2 separate regions of the Anas platyrhynchos genome follow, and region 1 is linked to region 2. A link is a contact called in public Hi-C data. All regions are on one chromosome and are shown on one strand. The core of a region is the stretch at or near the end of the contact, and the rest is flanking DNA. Distances in the headings are between cores, read along the strand shown. Region 1 has its middle 15 kb from the start of LSG1. Region 2 overlaps ATP13A3 (ATPase 13A3).

Region 1 (2,814 bases), core at 24-2,523, 55 kb after region 2:
TGCCTGAGACAGGCCCCAGCTGTGCCCTACACCTGGGGACAGCAGAGCGATGTGACACAGAGGAGCAGAGCAGCAGCCACACAGGTCCCCACGTCCCCAGCCAGGATCCCCCTGCGGCTCCGACACAGAGAGCTCAGGCCCAGCACCAGCAGGCCCACCGCCTCCCCGCCTGGCACAGCAGGGCACAGCCCCTGGATTTCAAAGCCAAGGCTGGGGACAAAGCAGTGCTTGATGTGTCACAGCTACGTCAGCGTGGGCTGCGGGGCCCCAGGGATCCCACACACTGCAGCTGCGGCTTCACCAGCACACGCGTGGCCCGAGGCACTTGCATGTGTCCAGTGCTGTGCAGGCGAACTGGCTGCTTCCTCCCCATCCTTCTGGGGGTTCCCCCATTTCTGCAGCTTCCTCTGCTCTGCACCACGCAGGCTTTAAGGCACAAAGTCACCCCAGGGAGAGAAGTTTGCCATCTCGGAGGGGCTGCGGGCTGGCTGAAGGTGCCCCAGCACAGCCCCAAGCTGCTGCTGAGTGGGAGAGGCTGAGGAGCAGGGCTGAGGAGCAGGGCTGGGCCAGCTGCAGGGCACAGCCACATCTCCGAAGCCCTGCTGGGAAGGGAAGGAGCCGGCCACACGTGAGGAGGGCTCTGCGGGACTGAGCCACCTCCCCCCAGAAAGGGGAACCAGCTGCATCTGAAACTAGAACCTGCCATTTCTCGGGAGCAATGCAGAGCTCAAAGCAGAACAACTTCGGGTTTCTGTTTTGCTCATGCACTCCCTCCCCACCCTGCGACATGACAGAAGGGCTGAGGAGCCCAGAAAGTGCTGGCTGAGGGAAACTTGGAGTGTTTCAACAGAGGGAGAATCCGTTTTGCCTGGGAGCTGCACAGCAGGATTTCCTGAGCACGATCCGTGCTGGGGACACAGAGAGCTGTCCCCAGAGCCCAGACAAGGATGTCCTTGGCCCAACCCAGAGTCCAAGGGCCTGGTGCTGCTGCCACTCCTGCAGGCAGGCTCCTGTCCCCTGAGGCTGCCAGGACAACTGGGTGGCACACAGCTAAGGGCTGCTCTGCAGGGGCTTCCAGCTTCCCTCTTCTCTTCACTGGCTCACTTGAGCCATCACACAGCAGGGTGACAGCACAAGGCTGCTCCTCACAGGGACGTGTGGAGCCCCCAGACCAGCTTTGCAGGAGCCCCTACCTGGCAAAGGAGCAAGCACACTGTGCTGGGACCGTCCCCAGGGCTGTTTTTCCTCCAGCTGGGCAAGGCCGTCCCCTAACGGCAGGAAAGGGGGATTTCAGCCTCCTCCGGAGAAATCAGAAGTATTTTTGGAGCAGGCAGCGCCAGTGACCATAGGACCATCTCAGCCTGGGGCCAGCTCACCTGTGCGGGCAGCCCTTCCCCAGCAGGCAGAGCTGCCAGCACTGACACTGAGGAGCTGTGTCCTTCCCTCGGGCAAGCCCAGGGCAGGACTGTAAAGCTGAGAGCAAGACAGCCCCTCACCAGGGTCCTCCTGGGGCCAAAGCTGTCATCTCCCACATCCCAGTGCTGAGCCCTCAGGAAACAGCCACAGAAACCCTGGCCTCTGGCCTGATCAGCCACATGGTGTGGCGTGCAGGGTGGCAGCTCCACAGGGTGCTGGAGGATCATTTTTTTGTGCAGTGCTGGCTCTGTAAAGCTGGAAGTACAGCTTACGCATCCCCTGCTGTGTACTGCAAGGTCTTCATACACCAAACCTGGCCAGTTGGGGAGCTGCAGCAGGAGGGCATCCAGCAGCCGGAGCCCCAGGACATGCAGCCGTGCTCCCCAGTCAGGTCAACAAATCATCTCTCTGGGTATCAGTGCCACAGTTAATATTGGCCAGGAAAATGAGTTGCTCGTGCTGCAGAGCAAGGCCTCTCAGGGAGGCTGAAGGTGCTGCAGACCCCAGCAAACAGCCTGGAGCTGGTCACAGCCCACACGCTCCCTCTACACGCACAAGGTGCCCTAAGAAAGCAGCACTCAGAGATGGAAACTTGACTCCCGCAGAAAGCAACTCGACTCCTGCAGAAAGAGAAGCAGAGAAGGGCTCGCTCAGCAGGTGGCTGCAGGGAAGCACAATGTCTCCTTTGTGCAGGCTCATGACAGCAGAGCAGCCTCTGCATTGCCTCACGCCTCACAGCTGCTGGTGGCTGCTGTGCTGAGCTGTCAACACGGCCAGCCTGGCATTCCCCACCAAGGGTAGGGCAGGGCGGATGCGGTTCAGCAACAGACCAAACCACCACAGGAAAGCATTAAGGCATTAATTTAACCACGGTCCTTGCCTATTATTTAGTTTGCCCACTGTTCAATAGCAGCATAAATATTAATAGGCTTTTGGGCCCAGAACTTTTTTTTTTTTTTAAATGGTCCTTCTTCTATAGAGGCAATAGCATTTTAGCACAAGCAGCAGTCTGCACGTAATGAACTTGAGCAAACATTACTTACTCAGTCGTATTTACACTGTCCTCCATTCACTCATGGAAACAGCACAGGGGTTCAGCAAGTCTCATGGCCAAGGGTTTCTGTGAGCAACAAGCAGAATTGTCCAAAGCAGCAGGTTTTGGAAGGGCCTGCCCACCAAGGAGGCTCACAAGAGACCTAGCCCTACCCACGTGGCAGGAAAAGGATGAGAATGGTATCGCAAATTCACAGAATCACAGAATGCTAGGGATTGGAAGGGACTTTGAAAGATCATCTGGTCCAATCTCCAGTTCTGGTGGATGCAACATCAACTAAGAATTCAAAATGCTTTGAAAGGAAAAAAAATAAAAAAAAAACATAGAGGGTACCCCAAATTCAG
Region 2 (2,700 bases), core at 6-2,505:
TCTATACTCGAAGAAATACTTACTCTACATTTTGTAAAGCTTCCACCAACTGAGTTTTCTGATCAGGTGCCATGCGAGCAAACACAGTCCCACGTAACACAAGCTGGAAGACAAAAATTTCTTAGTGCTTAGCAGGACAGTCTGTTCACCATCAAAAGTGCTCAGATTCAAGTAAAATGCTCACCTTGGGTACCAGGTCCTGAAAATGCTCTAAAATCACTGCAAATGACTTTCCATTCATTGCAAAATGGTATTTGGTCATCTGAAGATCCTCAAGGCTTTCATGGACCAATTTAACTGGAATATCCTATCAAAAGTAGTTTAAATTTCTAGCTGTAGTGCATTTACATAGGTACTTTGTAATTTCAAGACAATACACACAGGATTATTCCTCAATATACCACACTAGTGCATGCTTCTAGGAGTTGTATTGAAAGAAAACCTCATACAACTACAGCATTTATTTACTAACAAGAATACATTGTATAATATTTCCGCTACATGTAGCAAAAGCAGTCTTAATGGATTGAAATGTGGAAAAAAACCTTCTGCACAGCTACAACATCAAATCTCTCATTGAAGTTGAAGAACTAGCTCCTCAAGCTTTTTTTTTTTTTTTTTACTACTCCTTGATATTTAAAAAACTAAGTTAAATAGTACATCATTTTTGAATTACTACTTAATGGCAGATTTCCTATTTAAGGGAACACTAAAAAGGGAAAAAACTGAACAGCAAAACTGTTTATAGTCTTAAGGGTGTAACAATGCTCAAATTACCTCTGAGTTTATGGCTGGTGATGAACTAGTGCATCTTGAGAGGGTATCTGCATAATGCCAGTTGATTCTGGCAGCCTGCCCATCCTTTGGAGGTAGTGCTTCAGCAATAATGACCTTATCCTGAGGTAGAATCATTCCACAGTCTCTGGCCACAGAGATAGCAGTTAACATGTTATCCCCTGTGAAATGATTGCATTGTAAAAGGCTTGAGTTAAAGAAGGATCAACAACATACAGTGATATTCAACACAAAAGGAAAAGCTAACAAAGTCTGTTTCAAGCCAGGAGGAGGACAACTGCTGAATGTACCAGTAACACCCTAGGGCCAAACAAGTCTACAGGTACAGAAGTCATGGTTTATCTGTTAAATTCCTCACCTGCACTAGCATCACCCCCTTTTAAACACTGTTACAGGTCATGCAAAATAAACAGTCCTGTTGCTACCCATTATAAGTTTGTTCCAAGGTTGTACTATTTGTGATATAGAAAAAGCCAATGCTCTTATCTCATAGAAAACCTAGCACAGATAAACACAGCCCACAAGCAGGATAAGAAGCTATTGGTACAAAAAAAATAATCCAGAGTGACTTATCATAACTCAAAACAGTAGGGACAAAACGTCAGGAGGTTATGAAGTTCCATCTCCTGTTCAAAGCTAGTTATGAGATTAGACTTAAAGTTTCCCCTAGTACAAAGACCTCCAGAGATTTTTCGCCCTTCAATTCAATATGAAGTAACTTGTGAATTCTATAAAGAACTGGAATTAACCCCTTTTACTGATTTCAGGCCTCTGACTTGCCTAAGCATCTTTCAACCACAATGAAAGGTCTGAATAGTTTCACAATAGTTTCCAAACTTAATTCTGGCATACAGACAGTATAATCCCAGTCTACCGACACTAAAATTTTACTTCAAACACCACAATTAAAGTAAGTCAGACCAAAAAAGACTAATTTTTATCTTTGGAATATGAATGTTTTTTTACATGCTAACCTGTAACCATGACAGTGCGAATGTTGGCTTTATGCAAATCTTCAAGTACAGCAGGGGTTTCTTTCTTTAGTTTGTTTTGCATTATGATTAACCCCATAAAATCCATGTTGGTTTCAATAGCATCTCTGTATAAAAGGAGGCAAGGAAAAGAACATTGGAAGAATTACACTTATTCAACATAGCCTAAAGAACCTATTTCTGGTTATCAAATTAAAGAGAAATTTTTATTTTAATATGAAGTGTGAAGAATTCACTTTCTATAAAGTGACCCAGGAGAGACCGTCATTCTCATTCATTTATACTTATTTCCTTTGATTAAATTTAAAATAAAAGTTGTGTTTCTACTCAAACATAACTGTCTGTTTTTTCAATGAGAACTCATTCTAGATGTTACATTCTCAAAAAGAAAGGTTACTCCTGGAAAAAAGTGCTCTGAAACAGCATTCACAACCAAATTTTAGAATGTTTAGGATGCACGTCTGATTTCTTTTCCAAATTAGCTGAACCTTAACATAGAAACAAATTCCACTGTAAAAGCTAGAAAGATTAATATACACTAAGTAAAGCAGCTCAATTTTATTTTACATGAAACTCAGTGTATTTATAGGTCTCACGTATTCCACTGCTACTCTAGATTCTAACTCCTTGTCTTAAATTCCTAGGTACTGTCCAGAGAACAAATAATGAATACACAGAACTACATGTCAACACAGAAGCCAGCTAAAGAAGAGTAGTAATTGGTTTAAACTAAAGTAAACTTTATGTGATTAATACAAAGCATGCAGCTTTTAAAGTCTGTTACTTAGCTAAAGAATAAAAAGTGAAATCACTCTTACCTATTAATAGTCTGAACTTTGTGCCATGTAAGCTTAGACTCCAATTTTCTGTGAGCAAGAGCAATAACTCGAAAGCCCTGCTTAGTGTATTCTTC

What was found. A called contact is a pair of places that touch in the nucleus more often than the background predicts.
Region 1: a contact with region 2 is called in a Hi-C map of skeletal muscle, with 4 times the contacts expected there. The contact joins two enhancer-like sites. A contact is called at or near these places in 4 of 8 Hi-C or Micro-C datasets (F5 follicle, liver, skeletal muscle and 1 more).

What each region holds. Positions count from the first base shown.
Region 1 is chr9:12,709,133-12,711,946 of IASCAAS_PekinDuck_T2T, forward strand. No RefSeq gene overlaps it. Among named protein-coding and RNA genes, the nearest start is that of LSG1, 15 kb to the right of the region's middle. Within about 2 kb of position 1,274, at least 3 of the 8 cell types and tissues checked have an H3K27ac peak or open chromatin away from gene starts, as enhancers often do.
Region 2 is chr9:12,653,691-12,656,390 of IASCAAS_PekinDuck_T2T, forward strand. ATP13A3 (ATPase 13A3) reads right to left here. Exons shown (of 35, transcript XM_072042672.1): 21 at 2,606-2,700; 22 at 1,770-1,894; 23 at 778-956; 24 at 185-307; 25 at 24-103. Among named protein-coding and RNA genes, the nearest start is that of GP5, 17 kb to the left of the region's middle. Within about 2 kb of position 1,256, at least 1 of the 8 cell types and tissues checked has an H3K27ac peak or open chromatin away from gene starts, as enhancers often do.